2 separate regions of the Sus scrofa genome follow, and region 2 is linked to region 1. The links are chromatin contacts, called in public Hi-C maps. All regions are on one chromosome and are shown on one strand. The core of a region is the stretch at or near the end of the contact, and the rest is flanking DNA. Distances in the headings are between cores, read along the strand shown.

Region 1 (6,802 bases), core at 1,115-3,614:
TGGCATAGACCAGTGGCTACAGCTCCGATTAGACCCCTAGCCTGGGAACCTCCATACGCTGTGGGTGTGGCACTAAAGAGCAAATAAACGAACAAAACAAAACAAAAAACAGTTGATGGAAGAGAGAAATCTTCCTCTGGGTCTGATTTTGCACTATTATCTGGCTTCCTTCATCCCCCTTAAATTTGAGGTTCCCTTTTCAACTTCCCTTTTTCATGTCAGTGACTCATTTATACTCAATAGAGGTGGTATGGTCCCGTGGGAAGGGCTTTGGAATTTGGGTTCAAATCTTGCTTCTGCCACTTATTGGCTGGGCAGTCTCTCTGGGCCACAATTTCCTCATTGTAAAATGGGAATAATAACATGACTCACCTCTCAAATTTGGTGTAAGGATTAAAGGAATAGCGTTTGGCCTGGAGGAGTGCTTACTAAGAGCTCGAAAATGATCGTTGCTGTTGCTATCATTGTTTTACCCCTTCCTGAGATGCACTGAGTCCCTTGCTAGGAGGAAACCATTGCTTTGGCATCAGCCGTGGTCCAGAGTATCAGATCCCGAGATGTGAGTGTGTACTTGTGTGCGCCGGGAGAGAGAACTAAAGACAAATCTAGATCTGGAGTTACACTCTCGCTCTACGTATTTATCCAACTGTTCCATTTTTCCCTTCTCACATCCACTTTTCTAAGATTTCACCCCTCAGCTGAAAGAAGTCACAAAAGAATAACTGGTGTTCCCAGGCTTTTAAAACACTTAAGCTTAAAACTCCAGACTCACCAGGGGCCCCTCTAGTTCTCTTTGAACCCTGGCTCATTCAGTGGGAAACAGGAGCAAGCAATGGGTGAGAGTCTATGAACCCCTGTTGGAGCAGCCATGGACCGTGGAGAACAGGGCTTCTCAAACTCCCAATACCCCCTGCAATCACCTGGGGAGCGTCTACCCCAGAGTTCTGATTAACTGATATGGGCCAGGGCGTAGGGACTGTAGAACCTCTCCAGATGATTCCACTGTACACCAGGGTTGAGACGCACTGGACAAGGGAGCTCACAAGCCTCCTAAAGGGGGTGATCTGCCCTCACCTGTGCTGCATTCAGACTAAGCCAAAGCCAGCCCTTCATGGGGTGGGGGGGAATGTCAGGAGACTGGCTCCTTCATTCATTTATTCAAACATTATCACCTCTAAGCACTTGCCCTTTGAGGCATTTAACCTTCTGTGATCACTTGCTTTTCTCTGTGAATTTCATGAGGGTAAAGACTCAGGCTTCCTTTCTTATTCCCAGTGCCTAAAGTGTTTAAGTGAGGGAATGGAGGTACTAGAAAAGGAGGTGGAGGAGTTCCCGTCGTGGCTCAGTGGTTAACAAATCCAACTAGGAACCATGAGGTTGCGGGTTCCATCTCTGCCCTTGCTCAGTGGGTTAAGGATCTGGCGTTGCCATGAGCTGTGGTGTAGGTCGAAGATGCGGCTCAGATCCCGCGTTGCTGTGGCTGTGGTGTAGGCCGGCGTCTACAGCTCTGATTAGACCCCTAGCCTGGGAACCTCCATATGCCGTGGGAGCGGCCTAAGAAATGGCAAAAAGACAAAAAAAATAAAATAAAATAAAATAAAAAAGAAAAGAAAAGGAGGTGGAGGAGGGAGGGAGGGAAGGAGGGAACAAATGAACAGTAGGACTCCAACCTCAGAAGGGAGGCAGTGTAACAGGGAGCACAGCATCAGGAGAAGATAGGTTTCCACACAGATCCCAGCTCTGCTCCTTAGTAGCTGTGCTGCTTTATGTAACTTACTCAATCTCTCTGAGCCCCACTTTCCTGATCAGGAAAATGAGGATAGTAAATCCCTGATAGTGCTGTTGCATGGGTAAGTTATATAATCCAGCCCAGGTGCTTTGCCTGGAGCATAGTCAAAGCTCAGTAGCAATTAGCTCTTATTAGAATGGACATGGGAACTGGTATTTGCACCTTTGTGGGCTTTCCCACGCTCCCCTCATTCCCTAACTCCTCTGGATCCTGGGTTTCCTGGCCCCTTAAGGAGAAGGTTCCGGGGACAGCCTGGTAAGCAGAGAGCTCCTTCCTCTGCCCTCTGAGCGCCAGACAGTGAGGCAACCTCCCCCTCAACCCTGGATGGGGCACCTCAGGGGAGCACTTGCTCTGCCTTTTCACCCCCTTTGCCACTTTGTGTTGGTTAGGGGGCAGGTGAAGGCAGCTGCTGTGACTGAGTCGCATCTGCCATAGCCTGTCAGCCCCAGTCGACTCACCCTGAGGGCAAATAGGGCTCCAGCTGATGAAAAGCTTAGTTGCAGCCTCCAGAGGCAGCCACACAGCTGCTGTCCTGGCCTTCTGGTCTTCCCTCTCGTCCCCCCTGCTCTAGCCCTCAGCGGGATCAGGGCAGGCAGCCCAGACCGAGGTGCCCTCCTCCAAAGATCAAGTTACTGAGCACATTCTCTGGCTCCACCTTGAAGCACATCAAAGACTCCAGCAAAGCAGGCTGCCTGGGGATGCGGAGGCAGCTGTCTTCTTGATATGATTCCAGGGTCGCTGGAAAAATCCCCAGAGCACCATATAGTTTCCTGCTAGAAGGCTGAAAATGCTGTGAGATACCCAATCTGATGATTTAAAGCAGCGATTCTCAAAGTGTGGGTCTCCCCTCAACCCCAGCAGCAGCAGCAGCATCTGAGAGCTCGTCAGAAATGCAGATTTTCAGGTCCCATTCCAGACTCCTGAATCAGGATCTGATGGAGGGTATATCTGGGTTTAATGCACCCTGCCGGTGAGTCTGACACATCAGTAACCCCACCGAAGGGAGGCTGTCACCTAGGAGGGCTAAAACTCAGCAATGTGAGAGCGAACAGGGGGAGTCTGGCTGGTACAGTCAGACAGACGTGGGACAGTCACTTAGCTCTGCCTTCTAGCTGCGTGGGCAAATTGCTTAGTCCCTTCCGCTTTCCTTGGCACCATTGTAAAATTCAGATGGTACAGCCATTCTCAGGGGCTGAAGATGAAATAAGATATGCAGAGTATTTGCACATAGTAAGTGCTTAATGGGCACTAATATCCTGCCCTCACCCTACCCTCACCTTTGCTCATGGAAGAGTCTGGGCCAAGTGTCTTGGCAGAGGAGAGGGTCACATAGATGGGGATTTGTGAATCACAGTGGTGTGGACCAGGAGTGAAAGACCACAGAAGTAGATGGGCTGCTGAGACAGAGAAGGAGGAGCAGAGAGGAGAATAAGGCACTCCCCTCAGGCTTCACCCCTCCTGTGCCTTCTGTTTTGCAGGGGGTGGCCCTGCAGGGCAGGGTCTACCTCCAGTGGCCCAGTCTCACTGCCATGCTTCCCAGATGCTGGGCGGGGCCGATTCTTGGCTTACCTTTCCCCTACTTCATTATAACCTCTTTCAAGTACGTGACTTAACAAAGCTAAAGTTTTCCTTTAGGGAGATGACTATTGGGAATATAGAAGTAGGGAGCTTTCCTATAGTTGATGCAGAGGCCACTCTGGAGACCCGACTCTCGCCCAGACATGGCTGGGGTCTCCCAAGGAGTCAAAAGGCAGGCAGCTGAGAGCATCCTAAGAAAGACCGATGTGCCCCCTGGAAAAGCAGATGCATGTCCCCCAGAGCAGCCCGCTTCCCTTTTCTTAAAGTTTTCCTACCACATCTTGAGCCTTTGATGGACAACAAATTAAGCTCTCAGTCTCACTAGGAAGGACCCCATGGCGTGGTTCTGGGATAACGATACCCCAATGTCCCTAGCTCTCCATTGCCAGGATTTCCAGGTTCAGTGTTTTAGCATTAACTTAAGGCATCGCTATTAGAACTCACATCTCCATTAAGCTATGTCCTGGGCCTGGGTAGTCAGTCTGTTTTTTTTATTTTGAGGGCTTTGTTTGTTTGTTTGTCTCTTTGTTTGCTTTTGCTTTTTTAGGGCCACACTCAGAGCATATGGAAGTTCCCAGGCTAGCAGTCGAACTAGAGCTACAGCTGCCAGCCTACGCCACAGCCACAGCAACACAGAATCTGAGCCAAGTTTGTGACCTATACCACAGGTCATGGCAATGCCAGATCCCCAACCCACTGAGCAAGGCCAGGGATCGGACCCACATCCTCATGGATCCTAGTCAGGTTCATTAACCGCTGAGCCACAAAGGGAACTCCCAGTCAGTCTGCATTCAGACCCTAGCTCTACCACTTGTCAGTTATTAGGTTCTGGATTAAATATTTAACCTCTTCAAACCTGGCTTTTTTTGTGAATAGAAATAGTGATTTGTGTGTGTGTGTGTACACTTATTAAAATTATAATCAAGGGTTAAAAATATGCAGCACTATTTGGGTTTCTAATGAACTTATTTCTTTAAAGTTACAAAAAGAGAGGAGGGAGTAAGCACTGAAAAGATGGCTGAGACCAAGAACGGCCAGCAGGTCTCGCATGGGTGGACTTGCAGGCACGGTCTGAACCCCGCACTGTCTGGCTTGTGAAGGATTCCAAGGCCGACACCAGTCTCTGCAGACAGAGTGTGTGACTGAATGGAAACGTCTGCTCTAATCTGGGCAGGGGGCCTGGCAGCACATGCCACCCACATTTGCCATCTCTGCTCTAGATGCCTCCTCCCAGAAGGCAAAAAGACAGGCCATGGACTCAGGCAATTACCTGCAGTAGAATTACTGAAGCTTCTACCTGGGATCTTCAAAGGCCTGCACAGAGTCACTCAGCCTCTTAATTGAACGCCTCTCCCAGTATCATTTTGGAAGGGTAGAGCCGTCCCCAGTCACCACGCACCTACCCTTGATCTTCATGATAAAAGTCCTTGCTGTCGACCTGCAGGAGAGGAGGGCTCTTTCTGTAGTGGCAGTAGACAGATGTCTGGTGATGCTGGCTTTGTCAGGGCGGGGTGTGGAGGTGAGGACTGGGGGTGGGGTGAGCATCCCTGGAGAACCCAAACTCCAGCCTTTTGGCTCTTTGGGAGATCACCTGTGGCTTTTGTGTGTTTCCCAGCTGGAGGTGGGTAAGGCGCACAGGTATTTTACATTATTAATCAGCTAGATCTTTTTTCCTTCCTAATAATCTCATCTCCCTACACAGCTATGGCAGCTCTTTGACAAGGGCTGCAGTGTATCCATGCAGCATGGAACATGCGAGTCAGCAGGGCAGGCCCACAGTCCCTGGGGACAGCTGGCACTGGGCGTGGAGCCCCTCGGAACTTTGAGGGGCCATGAAAAGGTTTTGATTTTAGTTTCTTTTAAAATTGCAAGAAAAGGAGTTCCGTCGTGGCTCAGTGGTTAACGAATCTGACTAGGAACCATGAGGTTGCAGGTTTGATCTCTGGCCTTGCTCAGTGGGTTGGGGATCCAGCGTTGCCGTGAGCTGTGGTGTAGGTTGCAGATGCGGCTCGGATCCGCATTGCTGTGGCTGTGGCATAGGTCGGGGCTACAGCTTCAATTAGACTCCTAGCCTGGGAACCTCCATATGCCAGGGGAGCGGCCCAAGAAATGGCAAAAAGACAAAAAATAAAATAAAATAATAAAATAAAATCGCAAGAAAAAATGAATATATAATATAATAAAGGATATAGAATAATGAATCCAGCCAAGATTACATTTGTCTTTATACTGATGCAATCATAAGATAGGATGTTTAATATCTTGTATGGTAGAAGGAGGTGTAAGTGCCTAGGGCCCTGCATCCGGGGGTGTGGAAGAGATTTGAATGGGGTCTGGAGACAAAGCTGCCATCCCACCTCAAACCCTGCTGACCCCATGACCTTGAGCAAGTCATTCACCTTGGGATGCAGTTTTCTTGTGATCCAGTGACTATAAGTGCAGGAGAGGACTGAGGGCCTCTCTTCTCCCCTTCCTCTTGGTCCCAGTTCTAAGGAGATGCCTGTGACCTGTGCGAACATGTAAACATGCACTGGGTGTGGAAAGGTCAGAATCTCCTTACCTAGAAGGAAAGTGGGCACCCAAGTGCTCCATGAACAGGCAGCTCCTGAGGACAGGTGAGTGTTTCCAGGAACCCCTCATATCCCCAAGGCAGTCAGCATCTGTCCTGTTTCTGACAAATAAATTAGGGAAAGGCTATATGAGTAAGCTGGGCCTTTCAGTGATTGCAGGGACTCCAGGGAAACAGAAACCTTCAGGGACCCGCATGACACTGGCCAGAGTGCCAGGCTGGCTTCCAGAATAACCCAGGGAGCAGCAGGGGATGGAGAGGGAGGTGGGGGGGCCTCCAGATCTGAGAGGCTTGGCCAACCTGCAGACCAGGGAGTCGTCCTGCTCTGTGGGGTACCTAAGCTGAGATGAAGAGCTGAAGCATCTAGAAGTCGATTTTTCAAGAGTAGGCTTTGGGCAAGTTAGGGAATAGGAAAATGGGGATGTTTGATCAGGGTCTGCTGTTCTGGAGTGTGATACAACCCATTCCTTTTTCCCAGGGAATCACCACAGAATCAATATGACTTACCCCAGTGCTGGGGGTTGTGTTTTGATGATCTCACTGACTGATTAATCGAAGTACTATGTTATGTTAGTTTCTGGTGTATAGCAAAGTGATATAGAAAATATATATATTCTTTTTCAGATTGTTTGCCATTTAGTTTATTATAAGATATTGAATATAGTTCCCTGTGCTATATAGTAGCACCTTGTGGATTATCTATTTTATACATAGTAGTTTGTGCCTGCAAAATCTCAAACTCCTAATTTATTCCTCCCCTATTTCTCACTTGGTAACCATACATTTGTTTTCTGTCTGTGAGTCTGTTTCTGTTTTGTAAATAAGTTCATTTGTATCACTTTTTAGACTCCACATATAAGTGATAT
Region 2 (6,802 bases), core at 2,952-5,451, 39 kb after region 1:
TGTTCCTCATTTTTTTGTTTAATAGGGAAATTGCTCTCCCACTGAATCATAATTCACAATGTTAAGACTTCAGAAATATAATCTTATATTCAAGAAAGAATTTCAATCTTCTTGCTGTCAAACACACTCTGTTCTCACATGGGCACTTAATGGTGTCAGGATGTCAATTTCATTTTGACAGGGCCCCTATAGACGGAATATTCAATTTTTTATTCTTGGTTAATATGGATGGGTTAAGAGGGTGTTTCATGGAAACATATACTTTCACACAAAATTGGATGACAGTAGTATGTTTGTGAGGCACTCTAAGCTTTTGAGAATGCAAAGGCTGCTCAAGACCTACTACTAACTGCCTCCAAGTGGCTCCACGACTGTTATAGTATCCAATTGCTGTGATGTTCCTAAAAGCCTGGAGGTCCTGGAATCTTTGTTCCCACCAAGAAATGATTTCTTCCACTTTCTTTTGGTGCAGCACCACTTGATTTTTAGATGTAGCCATTACAGCTAAAAATCCATCGTTCTTGGCTTTTTAGGTAAAGTTAGTGCCTGATGTGAGTTTTTCGATTTCTGTCCAGGCATAGGAGAGACTACACAACTCTCAACACTTTTGTATTAGCTATCTATTGCTGCATAGCAAATGATGCCAAAAGGAAGTGGCTTAAAACAATGCACATGATTATTTTACTCAGTTTCTGTGTGGAATCTGGGAGAGGCTTAGCTGGATGGTCTTGGCTCGTGAGATTATGGCAAAATGTTGGCCCGGGGCTGCAGGAACCTGAAGGCTTAACTGGAACTGGACTGGGGTTTCCAAATGGGGTCTCACTCACACAGCTGTTAGCTGGAGGCCTAAATTTCTTGCCTTGTGGGCCTCTGCTTGAATGTCTTTATGGCATGGCAGCTGGCTTCTTTCAGAGTGAGTGATCAAAGAGAGAGACTAAGGAAGATGCTGCAATGTCTCTTCTGACCTAGTCTCAGAAGTCATACACTGTCACTTCTGCCATATTCTCTTTGCTAGACATGAATCACTCACCAGGTCTAACCCATACTCAAGGAGAAGGAAATTAAGTTCCACCTCTTTTTTTTTTTTTTTTTTTGTCTTTTTGCCATTTCTTGGGCCGCTCCCGTGGCATATGGGAGGTTCTCAGGCTAGGGGTCTAATCGGAGCTGTAGCTGCCAGCCTATGCCAGAGCCACAGCAACGCGGGATCCGAGCCGCGTCTGCAACCTACACCACAGCTCACGGCAATGCCGGATCATTAACCCACTTTGCAAGGGCAGGGATCGAACCCGCAACCTCATGGTTCCTAGTCAGATTCGTTAACCACTGCGCCACAACGGGAACTCCCAAGTTCCACCTCTTGAAGGGAGACATATCAAAAATTTTGTGGACATATTTTAAAACTACTACAACCCTCTTGATTTTCCCCCTTCGTAACTGGGTATCTGCAAAACCAACCAAACTCAGAGGTTTAGCCTGTGGTCAGCAAATGGACAGATGATACTGCTCCCCCAGCCTTGGGGTAATTCACCAGAATTTCAGCCTCCTAACCCAACCAAATAGGTGCTCCTCCAAACTTGAAAAAGGTGGAGTGGAAGTTGGGTCTGAGAGAGCCAGATTTCTTCTTCTAGCTTCTCTGACAATACTGTCTTCTATGCTCCTCAAGAATATGCCAGGAAGAGGTATTCCCAGCATTTGCTCAGATAGTAGGATACCAGCAATGACGGATTCTGAACAGGGAAAGAAGCATTGGGTTGCATCCACCTGGACTAACAGGTCTGCTTCAGGAAGCAGGTGCTAAGACCTGAGTAAGATGTTAGCTGGTTCTGTTCTGCTGCTGGTTGGCAAAGACCAGCCACAAATGGCGAAAGTGAGGCTATGAGTAGACTTTAGTCCTGGGATCAAGGAAGAGATAGAGCCTCCTGCTGGAATCATCCACAGCACTACTGGAAGATGTACAGGACCTACAGCAGAATTCTAGGCTTGGATCTCAAAAACAGAAACCATAGTGGTCTGGCTCCTTGACAGCTCTCAACACACAATTTGCTGAAGGGTGCACTTGGTACCAGATGGAGAGGTTGCGAGGACAGAGCATGACTTTCAGGCCACAGAGTGAAGCATCGTGCCATGAAGACAGATGGTGAGACGGGTGGCTTACTGCCTTTTTAGTATTCAACCTGCCTGTGTACCCTTCACACAGGACCTCTTCAGAAGCTTCCATTTCCAAAGCATCTGAATTTAGAAGTCAAATGTAAATGTTTCAAGCTCCAGTCCAGGCTAAGTATGCTTCATAGCTTTTCTCTTTTCTCACATTTAGACACAGCCAGATTCTGCTACACTGATTAATAAAGGAATCACAGAATGGTATAATTTGTGAAACTGGGCATTGGAGAGATGTCATGTATGGAGAGGATAGAGTCAAGAATAGAGTTTTCTTTCCAGTGTCTGAGCCACTAATTGGCATTCAAAAGTGTGGAACCATGTGTGGAGTAAGAAAAATCTTATTAAAATCTTACAGGTATGGCTATAAGATAAGGAGACACCAATATGCAACAGTTTTCAAATAAATGAATAAAGAGTTTTCCACCCTACATCCAAAAAAAAAAAAAAAAAAAGAGTCAGAAGAGTAGCTAGAGAATCAGGAGAATGTAGTTAGGCAGGTAGAAGTAGATGGCTGGCATTTTCAAAAGGCTGCAGAGTGGTCACTGGGAAAGATGCCCCAAAATAGAAAGAAGAAAGAAGTCTTTTGTGACCATTGAAAGAAAAGCCGATTGTGTGGGTATAAGCAACAGTGTAGTGGGGTAAATAAGAGATGAGAAGGTAAAGACAGCAAAGATAGTTTAAGTTTCTCAAGCACGGTGATTCTGAGAAGAAAGGAGATAGAGTAGTTTGAAAGGCTTGACCAGGTTGGGTGGTTTTTGTTCTGTTCAAAGGATGGAGGAGACTGAATGTGTCTGTGGGAGAGAAAAGCTAGCTTAAAGGGGAAAACTGATAATGGGGAGAGGATAGTTGATTAATCAAAATCTGGGAATGGCTGGGATCCAGTGCACAGGTGCAGAGATTAACCTTGATGAGGAGAAAGAACACTTCTTGCGGTGGAAAGGTGGAATGAATGAAGGCTATAGGACAGGCATAATAATAAAGTGACTGGACTTCAGGGTGGAGAAACTGGCTGTCATTGTAGAGGAAGGCTAGGAAAGCCTGAATTTTCTGGACCGAGTCCAGATTTCATATATAGTCAGCCACTGACTGTATGTGTGGATTCAACCAACCATGGTATTCAGGAAAAAATTCCCCCAAAGTTTAAGAAGTTGCGCTGGCAACTATTTATGTAGTATTTACACTCTATTAGGTATTATAAGTGATCAAGAGAAGATTTAATGTCTACAGGAGGTAGGTTATATGCAAATACTACAGATATTTTACATAGGGCACTCGAGCATCCATTATTTTGGTATCTTCAGGGCACTTAGAAACAATTCCCAAGATACTGAGAGAGAGCTGTATTTAAGTATCATATTCTTCAGCCATTCCTTTTACATTTATTCAGAGCCCTGTATGTGCCAGACACTGAGGTCCACAGAGATACAACTCTTCATGTAATTTTGGAATTTGTTATATTGGTGACTCAGTGAGGATTACTTTTTACTGCTCTAGAAGGCTTTCAGTAGAAGTAAACATCAATCAAAAGAGTCATTTGTCAGACAGACGTCCCGAGTAGGGGTTTGGAAAACACATGCATCTCAACAATGGCTCCCTGTGTGAGGTGGGGAGGGAGGAGAGGCCCGGATGGGGGAAAGAGGTTTAGACAGGGTAACCTGAGAAGTGTGGGCGTTCAAACAGGTGAACCTCTTGAGTACTTCAGGCCACGCTGTAGCCAAGGGAAATACCGTCTCAGCCCACCGCGGTGTGAGAACCGCCTTCTTCTCTAACCAGGTATAAGTACGGAGGCTGGGTAGGACCACACACAAGATAAGACGGCATCCAGAACTGCTTCCCACAAACTTCTACTGCCCCAGACTGCTTAAGGTCACTGCTACTTTAGCCCTCGTTTATTGATGAGGGGCGGGGGAGTGGAGAAGCTGTGGGCGAATCACCTTTCTTGTTTTACGATTGGTCGTATTAGGATCCAGGTTCCGCCTCCCGCGCCGCCGCCGCCAGGCTCTCGGAGTTGTCACTCAGCCACCGTGGCCGCCCCTCTCCCTGGCCCCGCCTCTCGCTGTGGCTGGGATCTCGCGGGAAGAGCTGTGGGCACGGCTGTGGCTCGGTCTCCCGGTTGCGCGCGGAGCGGGAGGGTTCTCCCCACACAAGCGGTTCCTCGCGGAGGGGTTGGAGCTACCGCAGACGCAGGCCTGAGCCGTCCCTTCTTCGCCGCCTCCTTCTCTTCCTCAGGGCTTCCTGGCCCGCTCGCCCTCCGACGCTGCCCAGGTGAGGAAGCCCAGAGCGCGTCTGCGCTGAGGAGTGGTCGGGGAGCGGGGACACGGAGCAGCCGGGGCAGGCGGGCTCCCGACGGGGGCGGCTCCTTGGGCAGCGCGGCGCTGCTTGGTGGGCGTGAGGCTTGTCGGGGTTCAGGAGTGCTGGGGGCGAGGAGGCGGTGGGGTGGGATCTGGGTGCGGGCGCGCAAGGGCGGTGTAGCGCGTGCCAGGGCTCCTGGGGTGAGGAGGCGTTTTATTGAGGGTCCTGGGGCTCTTCCGGCTTTGGGGTAGGGGGTGGGTGGAGGCGTAGAAGGTCCCGGTTCTTCGATGTCGAGGGAGATTTATCAGGGTCCTTCAGTTCCGTGAGGTGGTATGGCGAGGTTTCGGGACGAAGGGTCCTTTCTCGCGGTCCCATGCTCTTTGAGGGCAGAGGATTCAGTTTAGCAAGGTCCTAGGTCTCTGAAGGGGCAGATCCGTGGGGTCTTTAGGGTCTTTTGAGCGGGAGTGGGCGTCTTGTTTCGCATCCTGGGAAGAAGAAGCGGTGTATTGGGGTCCCGGGAGGATTGATCTATTTATCGAGGTCTCCAGGCTGGAGGGCGTTGTATATGCGTTCTGCAGGGTCCAGGGTCGCCTTGGTGGGCTGCTAGGGGCGAAAGGGTTTATCGCGGAGACCAGCGTTTTTATTAGGGTTTCTGTTTTGCCCAGAGGGGGGCGGTAACTTGGCATGGTCTTCAGTCTTTTGTGGGGCGACAGGGCGAGTTAGCGGGTCCCCGGGTGATCTCGAAGGAAGGACGAAGCTCTGCAGGCGCTGGGTCGGCTCAGGGCGGCAAGTGGGCTCCGGTGGCATCCCGAGCCAGCTCAGTGGCTGGTCAGCATCCTGGAACAGATCTTTCTCTCAGATGAGATTTACTCAATGCTTAGTTGAAGGATTTATCCATGTTGTTGGCTAGTTAGAGAAATAGTGGATTTGTTCTGCAATTTTCTTGTCTCTGCTTCGGAATCCCTGTGGGCGCGTGCTGGTCTCGCTGCTCTGGGAGCGAGAGAGTGGCAGGCAGCAGCTTAAGTGGGCTTGTGGACTGTAGGTTCTTTAGGAGACGGGTGTCTTCCGGGTGAGCGTGGAAGCTGCTGAGGACAGGGAAGGCTGTGTGGTTTTGGCTTCCTTTTCTAGGTGGTCTGCTTTGCTGATCCTGCATTATTAGATCTGTCCTGAGGTCTTGCCGGAGTATTAGGCAGTCAAGTAGTGCTGGAAGTGTGTTCTGGCTTCGCTCTGTCCTTTGGAAAGCTTGTGGAGAGGGATAATTTCAGCCTCCAAATAACGCATTGGAATTTGAAGTTCCAAAGCTAGAGCTCTGCAGAAGCGTCATTTGAAACCTGGAAGGATTGCTCACAGAGCTCTTTTAGAGAAAATCCCGTTTAACCGTTGTATTGTAGAGGTACAGTTAGTCTTGATTTCTTTGCAGAATCCTTGGTAACTACCCCAGGCTTCAGTGGAATTCAAATAAAATGACCTGTGCATATGTGTTCTTCTTCTTCTTCTTTTTAATGTATAAATTAGAAAGTCTGTGTGCTTTTTTGCTTGACAATTCTTCTGGTTAGATAGTTGCTTTATCATAGGGGCCTGTAAATGAAGTCTCATGTGGCAGGCATTGGAACCTGTACGCATAGTAATTCTGTAATTTGGGATAAACACATTTGAGTATGTCAAAGCAAAGAATTTTGCCTGCCTTAGTCTTTTTCTTAGTGACAGTTTGTTTTTTTTAATAACATTTCTTTTGATTTTAGGACCAGAAACATTAGTGATATTATACCTAAACCTTGACTCTTGTAATCATTAAAAAAATACAAGAAATTTTACATAGTCATACCTAACTCTTTGGAAATGTTGAGTTCTTTGGTTTTGGTTTTGGTTTTGTTTTGGTTATAAATCAAACCAAAATGCTGAATTGAATTTTATAACTACAAAAATTGATCAGTTGAGGATATATTTGATTGGAACTGTAGCCAACAAAACCCTAAACAGACCTTCTTTTTTTCCCATTATTAATATTGTTATTATTTTTCATCTTTTTAGGGCCACACCCGCAGCAAATGGAGGTTCCCGGGCTAGGGGTCAAATAGGAGCTGCAGCTGCCGGCCTATGCCACAGCCACAACGCCAGATCTGAGTTGAGTCTGTGACTTACACCACAGCTCATGGCAACACTGGATCCATAACCCACTGGTGAGGCCAGAGATTGAACCTGCGTCCTCATGGATACTAGTCAGATTTGTTTCCGCTGAGCCACGAAGGGAATTCCTCCCTTATTATTTTTGAAGGCCAGTCACAAATTAAACAGATTTCAGTAGCTGTTTTAAAACCAGCTTTCATAAGTAAATATATTGATCCATCAA

Evidence for each region. Hi-C and Micro-C count contacts between places; a contact is called where the count stands out from the background.
Region 2: a contact with region 1 is called in a Hi-C map of skeletal muscle, with 2.5 times the contacts expected there. The contact joins the promoter of GLCE here to the enhancer-like site in region 1. A contact is called at or near these places in 1 of 5 promoter capture datasets (liver), 5 of 47 Hi-C or Micro-C datasets (heart right ventricle, liver and skeletal muscle) and 1 of 2 datasets of contacts at active chromatin or transcription factors (skeletal muscle).

What each region holds. Positions count from the first base shown.
Region 1 is chr1:166,966,142-166,972,943 of Sscrofa11.1, forward strand. The region is part of intron 3 of LOC102161781 (a long non-coding RNA gene); the gene reads left to right. Among named protein-coding and RNA genes, the nearest start is that of GLCE, 38 kb to the right of the region's middle. Within about 2 kb of position 2,365, at least 10 of the 83 cell types and tissues checked have an H3K27ac peak or open chromatin away from gene starts, as enhancers often do. A contact at or near this core is called in skeletal muscle, where this site is marked.
Region 2 is chr1:167,003,729-167,010,530 of Sscrofa11.1, forward strand. It overlaps GLCE (D-glucuronyl C5-epimerase), which reads left to right and starts at 4,202. Exons shown (of 4, transcript XM_001927959.7): 1 at 4,202-4,425.